2 separate regions of the Zea mays genome follow, and region 1 is linked to region 2. Evidence: chromatin contacts called from public Hi-C data. All regions are on one chromosome and are shown on one strand. The core of a region is the stretch at or near the end of the contact, and the rest is flanking DNA. Distances in the headings are between cores, read along the strand shown.

Region 1 (5,935 bases), core at 2,425-4,924, 190 kb after region 2:
ATTAGATTTAGTTCGTTTATTTGAATTTCTTCAGAAAATTCACATTTAAACTGCAAGTCGCTCGAAACTTGGAAAAAGTGCATGCAAAAATGATATCCATGTTATTTATCACAAGTTACGACCGATTTCAGGAGCGAACCAGAAACTTCGAGCACCATGCTCACTAAACATGGCCGTGAACTTGCCATCTAGCTGTTTAAAAATTGTATAAAACACAAACAAAGTCAGAAAATCATGAAACTTGTCCACATGTCATGGTATCATATATAGAGGTTGTGATAAAAAAATTGAGAATGTTTCGAGAAAGTTGTGAGGCACTATGTGTAGAAACCTAAGGGAACTACATTGAAACTCTATGATTTCATGTGTAGATCGCTTATGTTTGTACACATAGTGTCTCACAACTTTTTCGAAACATTCTCAATTTTTTATCACAGCCTCTATAAATGATATCATGACATGTGGACAAGTTTCATGATTTTCTGACTTTGTTTGTGTTTTATACAATTTTTAAACAGCTGGATGGCAAGTTCACGACCATGTTTAATGAGTATGGTGCTCGAAGTTTCCGGTCCGCTCCTGAAATCGGTCGTAACTTATACTAAATACCATGCATATCATTTTTGCATGCACGGTTTTCCAAGTTTTGAGTGACTTGCAGTTCAATTGTGAATTTTCCAAAGAAATTGAAATAAACGAAATAAATCTAATAGTTATAGAAAACACTCTTATAATTGTCCCAAAATGGTACATGTAGGTCTACATAGTGTATAAACATACCACAAAAAGTTTGGTTGGCAAAAGAAAAAAAAAATGTAATTTGCTGAGTCACTACCAGAATTGACGGCTTTGTCGAGTGCCCGAAGCACTCGGCAAAGCCTTAAAAACACTCGGCAAAGAGGGCTCGGCACACAGTGCGTCGGCAAAGCCTTCTTTGCCGAGTAATTTTTCTCGGGCACTCAGCAAAGAGGTTTGCCGAGTTCCAGGGAGTACTCGGCAAAGAAAAGCAGCTGTTACGGCGCCGGGTGACGGAGACGGCGTCTTTGCCGAGTGTCCAAGGTGACACTCGCCGGACAGCACTCGGCAAAGAATCCACCAGCGGGGTCTCCATGTCAGGTACTTTGTCGAGTGCTTTGTATGGCACTCGACAAAGCGTGCTTCTTTGCCGAGTGTCAGAGCCACTACACTCGGCAAAGAACCTATATCGGTGCCCAGGTCTTGGTTCTTTGCCGACTGCCAGATCGCGGGCACTCGGCAAAGACTTCTTTGCCGAGTGTCAACTAACAGACACTCGGCAAAGATCTGTTCTAGGGTCTTTGTCGAGTACCACCCATCGGCACTCGACAAAGAAGATTCTTTGCCGAGTGTCAACCAGCTGACACTCGGCAAAGAAAGTCTTTACCGAGTGTCTTCTTCGACACTCGGCAAATCATATTTTTATTTTCTTTATTTTGACAACCAAACTTTTTGTGGTATGTTCCTACACTATGTAGACCTACATGTACCATTTTGGGACAATTATAACAGTGTTTTCAATAGCTAGTAGATTTAGTACGTTTATTTGAATTTCTTCGGAAAATTTAGATTTGAACTGCAAGTCACTCGAAACTTGGATAATCGTGCATGCAAAAATGATACACATGTTATTTAGCACAAGTTACGACCTATTTCAGGAGCCGACCGAAAACTTCGAGCAACATGCTCACTAAACATGGCCGTGAACTTGCCATCCACATGTTTAAAAATTGTATAAAACACAAACAAAGTCAGAAAGCCATGAAACTTGTCCACGTGTCATGATATCATATGTAGAGTCTGTGATAAAAATTTGAAAAGGTTTCGAGAAAACTATTTCAATGTGTAGAAACCTAAGAGATCCACATTGAAACTTTATGATTTCATGTGTAGATCTCTTAGGTTTCTACACATATTGCGTCACAGTTTTCTCGAAACCTTTTCAAATTTTTATCGCAGCCTCTACATATGATATCATGACACGTGGAAAAGTTTCATGGTTTTCTGACTTTGTTTGTGTTTTATACAATTTTTAAACATGTGGATGGCAAGTTCACGGCCATGTTTAGTGAGCATATTGCTCGAAGTTTCCGGTCGGATCCTGAAATCGGTCGTAACTTGTGCTAAATAACATGTGTATCATTTTTGCATGCACGATTATCCAAGTTTCGAGTGACTTGCAGTTCAAATCTAAATTTTCCGAAGAAATTCAAATAAACGAACTAAATCTACTAGCTATTGAAAACACTGTTATAATTGTCCTAAAATGGTACATGTAGGTCTACATAGTGTAGGAACATACCACAAAACGTTTGGTTGTCAAAATAAAGAAAATAAAACTATGTTTTGCCGAGTGCCCACTAAAGACACTCGGTAAAGACGTTCTTTGCCGAGTGCCAGATATTTAACACTCGGCAAAGAGTATGCTTTGCCGAGTGCCGGCCTTCGGCCCTCGGCAAAGGCTGACGGCCGTCAGCTGTAGACGACCGCTAACGGCCCTTTGCCAAGCGCCATCTTTGCCTAGTGTTTGCCACTCGGCAAAGCAGTATTTGCCGAGTGTTTCTCTGTGCCGAGTGTCCCGCACTCGGTAAACAAGCTCTTTACCGAGCGCAGGACTTTGCCGAGTGTCCGATAAAAAGCACTCGGCAAATCGTCTGTCACTCGGCAAAGGCCCAGATTCCCGTAGTGAGTGTCCAGGAATGGCACTCGGCAAAGAATGCTTTTGTCGAGTGTCAGACGTGCAACGCTCGGCAAAGATTTGTTTAAAACCTTAAATACATTCTTTGTTGATTGTTTGTCAGTGGGCACTCGGCAAAGTTTATTTTTAAATTAAAAAATCTTTATCGAGTGCCAGATCGCGGGCACTCGGTAAAGTCTGCGATACCGGCTTCTTCTTCACTTCATTATTCTTCACTTCGTTTTTCCACGCCGCCGTCGCGCGCCCATCGTCGCCGCCATACCCCGCTGTCGCCGAAGCACCAGCACCCGCCCTCCAGGCCAACCCTGCCGCCCAGCCCCGCCCGGCCATCCATCGTCGGTGTTCCGCCGTCACCGTGGAGCCCCGCCGCCTGGTCGACCCCGCCACCGGCTCCGGCCATCCTCTCGTCCCCGGCTCTGGCCTCGGCCATCCCTCTCGTCCCGGCTCCCGGTCATCCCTCTCGTCCCCGGCACCGGCTAGCCCTCTCGTCCCGGCACCGACCGACGCCTCGCACTCGTAGCAGTCCGTGGAGCACTTGTCCACCATGTAATTGCAGAGCCATGCCGGCAGCCCGGCGTACTTGCTTGATAGCAAAGTCGCAGCACTCCCACGGTCGACCACCATCGCCAGAGCTGCTGGGCAGACGAATCGCGTCGTCGTCGGTGTCGGTGTGGGTGGCGGAGGCGTGGTCGTGGCTGGGCCTGGCGGTGGCGCCGAAGCAGACGACGATAAGAAGAGCGACGACAAGCATCGTCGCAGGTATGCCGCTCATGGCCATATGACGCTGCTATGCTTTTCTTTCTTTGTTTCTTTAAGTCTGATGCCGCTAGCTCTAGTTGTTGCTGATGATTATTCATTCATTCGCAGCTGGCGCATGGAAATAAATAGATCCATCCAGCCAATCACAATGCGCTGTGCATGTAGCCCTAGCGAATATGCATGGACGGGTGGCATAGATGCATCACATAGATAGAGAAACTCAGCCACATTGAGAAAAGACACGTCTCTGTCCCTATATTATTGTATACAATGGATTCAGGTGCAAAAACATAGCCGTAACTTATCCAGTGGCGGATCCAAGACCCGACGACCTGGGCGCTGCTCGGGCTGCGATGCCAATGTATCCTTGCATTTCTATGAATTTGCATTGCAGCGTGTTGGTACCGACTGAGTTTTACTTTTACTCTATCTGATTTTAGGTGTTATATTATATATAAATCATGATCATGCCTTATTATTACTTAACTGTTTATAGATTATTTATGATACATAATAAGATTATTTTGTTAATTAGAACATGGAGCTTCACCTAAAAAACAGTGTTACCACAAGGATGGTGAAAGAGAAATAGGGTTAACTCCTATAATCAATTTTGGTGGTTGACATCCAGCACAAACCACATGGACTAACTAGTTTGGCCAGATGTGATTTATCTCAGGTGCATAAGGTTCAATACAAACTAAGAAAGAAATCCGGTTAGGGACACAATCAAAAATGGAGCAAAGAACAAGACTGTGTTGAAATTTGGTGCATCGGACAGTGTCCGGTGCGCCAGCTGAGGCAGCCAGCAAACCAGCCACTCTCGGGTTTCTGCAGGCATGCTCCACTATAATTCACCGAACTGTCTGGTGTGCCACCGAACTGTCTGGTGAGCCAGCGGAGCAACTGCTCCCTGCGCGCCAACGGTCGACTGTGCAGAGCTATAGTGCGCTACAGTGCTGCGTCAGAAGTCAGAGGGCACCGGACTGTTCGGTGCAGCAAGACGACAAGCGACTCCAACGGTCAATTGCTCCGAACCATAACGGTTGCGCTGACGTGGCGAGCATCGGACTGTCCGGTGCGCCAATCGCCAGCAGCCCTTGGCAACGGGCAGGAAGTGGTTGGGGGCTATAAATACCCCTAACCACCTCATTCATTGACATCTAAGTTTTCTGAACATCTCATTCATTGCAAGAGCAAAAGACTTCACTTCAAGACATATTCAATAGATCAAATCCTCTCCAAGTCTCCAAATCAACTCAATTCCATTAGGGACTTGAGAGAGGGCGTTTTGTGTTCTTTTGTTGCTCTTGTTGCTTGGATTGACCTTTCTCTTTTTCCCATCCTTATTCTCAAGTGCTTTGTAAGCAAAGCAATAGACACCAAGTGTGTGGTGGTCCTTACGGGGTCTAAGTGACCCGTGTGATTAAGGGAAGGCTCATTCGGTCTAAATAATCGTTTGAGAGAGAGGGAAATGATTGAAATAGACCCGGCCTTTGTGGCCTCCTCAACGGGGACTAGGTTCTTTGGAACCGAACCTCCGTAAAACAAAACACCATGTCTACTCGCTTTGATTCTCGCTTGATTTGTTTGCCCTCTTTCCTCTCCCTAACATTTCCTTGCTAGTATTAATTTGAGCTTGCTCCCATACGTCATTCGCACTCTTTGAGCAACTCCTAGCAAGAGAAATAATCTTTTGGACCCAAATTTAATTCTAACGCTAACCCCGGCCTTTAGTGTGTGTTTAAGTTTATAAATTTCAGGTTTCACCTATTCACCCCCTCTAGCCGACTTTCAGGTGCAATGAGACGTCTTGGCCAAGAAACTAAGAAAGGTAGTGTGAGTTAATCTTTTCCCGAAAGAGGCAAGCGGGGTGTGAGGAGCTGTCGGTATAGGGAGGTTCTCGGGTCGTTCCGTCTGTGATAGTTTTTTGGATGAGGGATTCTTATATCGCCTCGTCCTACCTAAATTCGTAGCGGGTTCTCTCATGCTAGTGGAACTTTGGAAAGATCTCGTAGTGCTACCCTACCTTGTCTTCTCGGTAGAGATGAATGGGAGTCGAGACCTGGGTAAAGATGTGCAATCTCTGCAGAGTGTAAAACTGGTAAATCAGTCGTGCTCATGGTCATGAACAGCTCAGGACTCGCATGATTAATGGATGAAATTAAAACTTAATGCATTGCATTGTGGGATTTCTATACGATACTTTTATATTGATTAAGTATTAATTGGGTTGGTATCTACTTATACTTAGCAACTGCTAATAAAATTTTGATCAACTATTTAAAAGTTATGCTCAACCTTAACTATTTTCCTTGGTAAGCCTTACACTACACATGAGCCCCCACCGTAAGTGAGCTCATACACATTATTCCCCACACTTGCTGAGCGATGACCATATCGGAGCTCACCCTTGCTATTATCACACCAGGTGAAGAGCAAGTATTAACGAAGAAGGACTAC
Region 2 (5,556 bases), core at 1,167-3,666:
CTCAGCCCGTCTCGAACACTCCCCTCGATCACGCTTCTCATCATGGTGCTCTGAAGGAAGTCTACGTTGTATGATACAGTCAGATGCGCGCCTTCTTCGCCGGTCCTGTGGACTATCTTGTAGAGCAGGACGACTGCGAAACAGTTCCCGAAGGGCACTTCGGGAGTACGGACACGAGCCGTGACCACAAAACTCTTGCCGTCTGCTCTAAGGTACGTCTGCTCCTCACTGGTCTTGACGGCTTTCATAAACTTATTAGATGCGCCTGTGGTGTATCGGCATGTCCTAGTTAAGCTAGGAGGATCCGCGCTCTTCCATGTCCACGGCTGCTCCTCGTAGTCCATGGTACCTTGAAGCTCGCGCACGTCTTTGAAGAACTGAGAGTCAGGTCTGAACAGAAGATGGTTCAGCTCTTTCGACCCCACAAGATAAGCGTGCTCAAATATGATGCCGCCGTCGAGATCTTGTGGCAATTCTGGTGTGCTTCTTCTAGATTTCATGATCTCCATAGCTTCTTCGAAGAAGCTAGCAGCAGCATCTGGGACCATACGTTCGGTGTCACTCGCACCGTTTGCTGTTGCCGTAGTGCTAGTCTCCGCTAGGTCATCAACTTCAGTAATTGAATTGCAATCTTCTTGTGTGAAATGCTCAGAGTTATCTGTGTCATGGCTCCTGGGAGAATCAACCACCCCACCATTGTTACAACTTGAATGTTCCATGTCAAGTGATCTCTCCACTTCGGCATCGGTGTGGACGACAGAGTTGACGTTGTTTTCTCCGTAGAGTGAAAAGCTGAGGAGAATTTTCCCTGTTTGAAAGCGATAAGAATAAGATCGTTACGGATAGACCATTCGTGTGAAGTAATGGAAAGTGCAATCATCATACAATCTATGACGCTGGAAAGTATGCCCAGTGTAACCATGAATAATAAGCAATCCTTTACTGAAGAAAGAAATACAATAGCATATACTGAACATCTGAAACCTGAAGACGTCTTGAATTGGATGAGACCTACAAAACTGGATCATATATACGGTTCAGGTACATACTAATCTTCTAATGGAACTAGGGTGCTGTTTATTTCATATTTGTAAATAACTGATAATATTAAATCATATTTGTTTAAGTCCAACCGTAACAGAAAGTGATACCGGCATATTCATATTCAAACTCATTGCCGTTGATTGAATTGCCTAAAGCGTACCATCACCCGTCACTAGCATTTCTATCCCAAGTAAAAAGTGGTCAATCCTAGATTTATGTGCATGCTTTGAACATATTAAATCTGAACCTTTCATCCAACATTTAACGACTGTCGACTAGACGGGCGGGGAGTTTTTCTATAAATATATAGAAAAGAGGTTTTTTTTTCCATAAAATAGGCCAATTTAACGTTGGACGAATAGTCCAGATTTTATTTGTACATTTGGCCAGGGGAGAGGCCGACCAAGAGACACTAATTTAATTTAGTGACAATGAGCTCTAAATTTTAGACTATAAGATTTAAGAATTGGATCGGATTAGAATCGGACTATATTTCTATTTATTTTTTAAACTAAATTTATATAGGGTCCTGTAATTTTGTGAAGAAGCATTTGGATCACGATCCATTGCCACCCCTAGCCACAACACTAGGATCAGCGTTCTATCAGATTAGAACCTGACGTTCCGTACTAAGCATCACGGTAACTAATAATTATCAGACGTATCACGTATGCGACCGACTTCGTAGTCCGTACTCCGCAATCCGACTATCAGAGTACTTGCCAATGACAAACGGTTACTGAAGTTTAGACGCCTGAAAAGCGGCAAGCGGCAGGAACTGGCAAAGACGCATAAGCACAGCACGGCAGAAACGTCAAGCGTATGTATCATGCTCGCGAAAGCAAACTTGTGCACGCACCGCAATCCGCCGCGGCTTCGTCGCCACCGTCGACGCCGACAACGCCCTTCCGCCGTCGCTGCAGCTGCAGCGTGAACCACGTCGGCGGCACGGACCGCCTCTCCCCCGGGGCACCAGCAGCAGCGGTGGCGGCCGGCACGGGCAGCCTGACCGTGCCCACCACCTCCCTCCCTCTCGCTCCCCGCCGCGCCACGGCGACCTCGAGCTCCTCGCCCCCAGCAGCTCCGTCCGACCCCACCGCGAACACGAACTCCTCGTTCCACGCCGCCGCCACTGCCGCGCCGCCCAGATCCGACGCCTCCACCGCCCGCGTCCGGAACCGCTGCTTCCCCACCGTCACCTTCGCGTAGAACAGCACGACGCCGCCGCGGCGCTGACGCGGCGCCGGTAGCCCGCGCGCCTCGAGCACGTACACGTAGAGCCGCATGGCGGTCGATCGCGGTAGCTAGCTATGAGGAGGGACCTTGGCTCGGAATTTAACTATTTAAGTAGTAGGGACCTTGGCGGGCGGGCTGGGAAGCGTGGTTGTAGACTTGTACTAGTAGTTTGGAGGTGGGGGCTGGGGCCCTGCCTGACGTGTGCCGATGGCGCGGGCACGCGGCGGAATGAGCAGCGCGACACGCGGCGCTGGGACGATGAGGCGGCGCGGTTTCCGGTTTGGGCTCGGCGTTAACGTCTTGAGTCTTGACTGACTGACTGAGAAAGTGGGGGAAAGAAAGCTGAAAGCTCCGAAGCTCTTTGGAAGTGTTTGGTTTTTTGAATAATTTTTATTTTCTCTATTCTATTCATTTTAGTCCTTAAATTATTAAATATAAAAATTAAAACTATATTTTAGTTTCTATATTTAACATTTTAAAGATTAAAATAAAATAAAATAAAATAACTAAAAATTAGTTCCTAGACTAAACCCAACACCCCCACAGTTGTCACGGCGAGCCGCGAGCGATGCGAAGGCGTTGCGTTCGCGGCGCGGCTTTGAATTCTTCGGGCCTTCCAGATGTCAGATGACCGTCCGTGCCTGCTCGTCGTGGTGTCACTCGTGTAGCACATGCGCCGGTCTCGTCTCTCCAGAAGTAGAAGCGGATAAAGGCAAGACAAAACCACCATGAACGCATGGCTTGCCAACAGCAATTTTTCTAAGGCTTCTTCGAGGAGCGCCAAGCAGCGGTTTGCCCATCTTCACCGGCGCTCTAAAACAAACATTACTCGATCGTAGCTACATGGCAATAATTTCAAAGCATTTACTTTGTATGCGGAGTCAAAATATTTACAATGGACGTGTTTGCCGCCATGACCCAGTAGCCTGGCTGCACTCCCAGGCTGCAGTTTCTGTGTTTGCGTCGTCTGGATTGTTCGGGAGCCAGACTATGCACGTGCAAATTGAGTCTCTCAGCCTGGCTCCACAGAAACGAGCTCAAGGTCCGTTTCCTGGGAGCCTGGCTGCTCGTGGCGCAAAGATTCCGCGTTTAGGTAGTTTTGGTCTTCTAGCCTGGCTGCATATTGGGTGACAAACATCAGCTCATCTGAGTCAGACTCATATGGTACAAGTGCGCAAACAAAGTGAGTTGCAGTAGCCGGGAGTGGCTAGCCTCAGCCTGGACCAGTTGAACGGGCCGAGCTGGCCAAGGACAGGGTCACAAACACGCCCAATAAGACCGCGCTCAGCAGAGCTGTAAACTGCGCTGTTTATATAATATAAAATCTGGGTCACAAACACGCCCAATAAGACCGCGCTCAGCAGAGCTGTAAACTGCGCTGTTTATATAATATAAAATCTGCTAGAGATAGGCTAAGTACTCCTCTAATAATATCTTCATTGGACATAGGGTATTGAGAGACATCCTCTCAAGTCCCAAGACGATAGACAAACATTGCCAAATGGAAAGAGTATAGTCCAATAAACTCAAATGACGGCAAATGCTTGTAAATCAGAATTTCTTAATAAGATCCAGATCCTTCCCCATAAATGCAATCCATAATCAGAAACAGATCTTTACATTCATAAGCTGGACTACATGTTAGATTACTTCCGGCACTGAGGACGATAATGTACACTACAGGCAATCTAATCTAGTAATCTACAGTAATCAAGATCAGTGTGCTGAGCCCAAAATGCATCTCTCCTTAGACTGAACTGCGTCAGCCACAGCAGAGCATCTAGCTGAAGCAGTGAAGCCAACACCCCAGGAATATGCAGACTGCAGTAGGTAGTCTCATAGGTAGCAGTAGCACAGCCAGCAGAAGAGATTTTTCTCGAAAGACCAACCCGCGCAGAAGAGATTTTTCTCGAAAGACCAACCCGCGCAGAAGAGATAAATCGATAGCTCACTCTCATGTCGAGGCCTGATGCGTAGTGTGAGATCAAACTCATTTTCTACTTCGCCGATCTGATCTTGTTTTAGATCTGGAAAACATCTAAGTGTAAAAACAACAAATTTCAGGAAACATTAATCTTAACGAAATACAATTGGAGCAATATGCAAAACGCAGCTTACTCATCATTTCATCAGCATCAGAAGATCAATTATTCCCCTTTCTTTTCTTTCGCTTCTTTGAGGTGTTGGAGACAACATTGGTTGCTGGTGCAGCAGGTGGTGCTACAGGAGCTACCGCTGGTGGGACTGCAGGGGGGAAGGGTGGGAACACCAAGGGATGCGGGTGCATTGGTACTAAAAACATTCCTCCGGCCACAGCTGCTGAAGGTGGCGCCATAGCCATCATTGTTGGGGCTGCCGCCATTGGAGGAGATGACACCACTGTGACCGAAGCCACTGCTTCAGTCGGAGTCGAAACTGATGTTGTATTGCCAACTTCTTGTGTGGATGGCTTCGAAAACTTCGCCCCTTTTTTACCAGCAGAAACTGGACCCTCTCCAGGCCTCTTCTCTTTTCGAGACTCCTCAAACTTGCGCACTTTCTCTTTAGCTTCTTTCATCACAGAAAGGACGTATTCCATCGCATCAGGGTCAGTAGCTCCCATTTCCACAATGTCAGCAAAGTACTGGTGTCCATGCTTGTAGAGATTGTCCACTTGATCTTCCCGAATGTTTTCTGGTTTTGAGCCCTTCCCTGTATCTTTAGCAGCTTTCTGTGAAATGGGGGTTTCCTTAGGTTCCTCAGGGCATTTGTAGTCCTTTCGCCATCGATCAAGAATATATTTGGGAGGTATTAGCATCACAAGCTCTTGCTTCAAGACAGCAAGAGCATGGCTACATAAAATACCTTTAAACTGGAATGACCTGCAGATGCACCACACTTCTTTCTCAGCACTGTTATACATCACTCTGTAGTCAAACTTCCTCTCCTTTCCAATTACTGTCACCGTGTATGTCACTATTGAACCATTCCTACTGACTTCAGTGCAATTCACATTCATCAGCTGCTTCAACTGATCCTGGAATTTCTGGAACATATTTATTGTATAAACATTTGCAAATTGCTCCTCAAACAGAAGACCAGACAGGACTTGTGGCCTTTGTTGAAATGAACGGAAATCATCATAGGCTTCTCGATCAGACCTGAGCTTCATAGCAGTATCGAATTGTTCAATGAACGTCTTTATTGTGGTTTCTGGTGTAATATATCCATCAAAAAAGGCCTCCAATCGTTCACTACGGCGAACAGTGGAGATACCAGCCCAAAAAGTATCCTTTA

The links. Hi-C and Micro-C count contacts between places; a contact is called where the count stands out from the background.
Region 1: a contact with region 2 is called in a Hi-C map of leaf, with 2.2 times the contacts expected there. The contact joins the enhancer-like site here to the promoter of LOC103646317 in region 2. A contact is called at or near these places in 2 of 25 Hi-C or Micro-C datasets (ear and leaf).

The regions. Positions count from the first base shown.
Region 1 is chr2:39,587,682-39,593,616 of Zm-B73-REFERENCE-NAM-5.0, forward strand. No RefSeq gene overlaps it. Among protein-coding and RNA genes, the nearest start is that of LOC103646320, 14 kb to the left of the region's middle. Within about 2 kb of position 3,675, at least 3 of the 20 cell types and tissues checked have an H3K27ac peak or open chromatin away from gene starts, as enhancers often do. A contact at or near this core is called in leaf, where this site is marked.
Region 2 is chr2:39,401,750-39,407,305 of Zm-B73-REFERENCE-NAM-5.0, forward strand. It overlaps LOC103646317 (C2 and GRAM domain-containing protein At5g50170), which reads right to left and starts at 2,417. Exons shown (of 7, transcript XM_008671046.4): 1 at 1,904-2,417; 2 at 1-808. The coding sequence starts at 2,330. It overlaps LOC103646318 (protein FAR1-RELATED SEQUENCE 6), which reads right to left. Exons shown (of 3, transcript XM_008671049.3): 2 at 4,399-5,556; 3 at 3,802-4,307. The coding sequence ends at 4,424.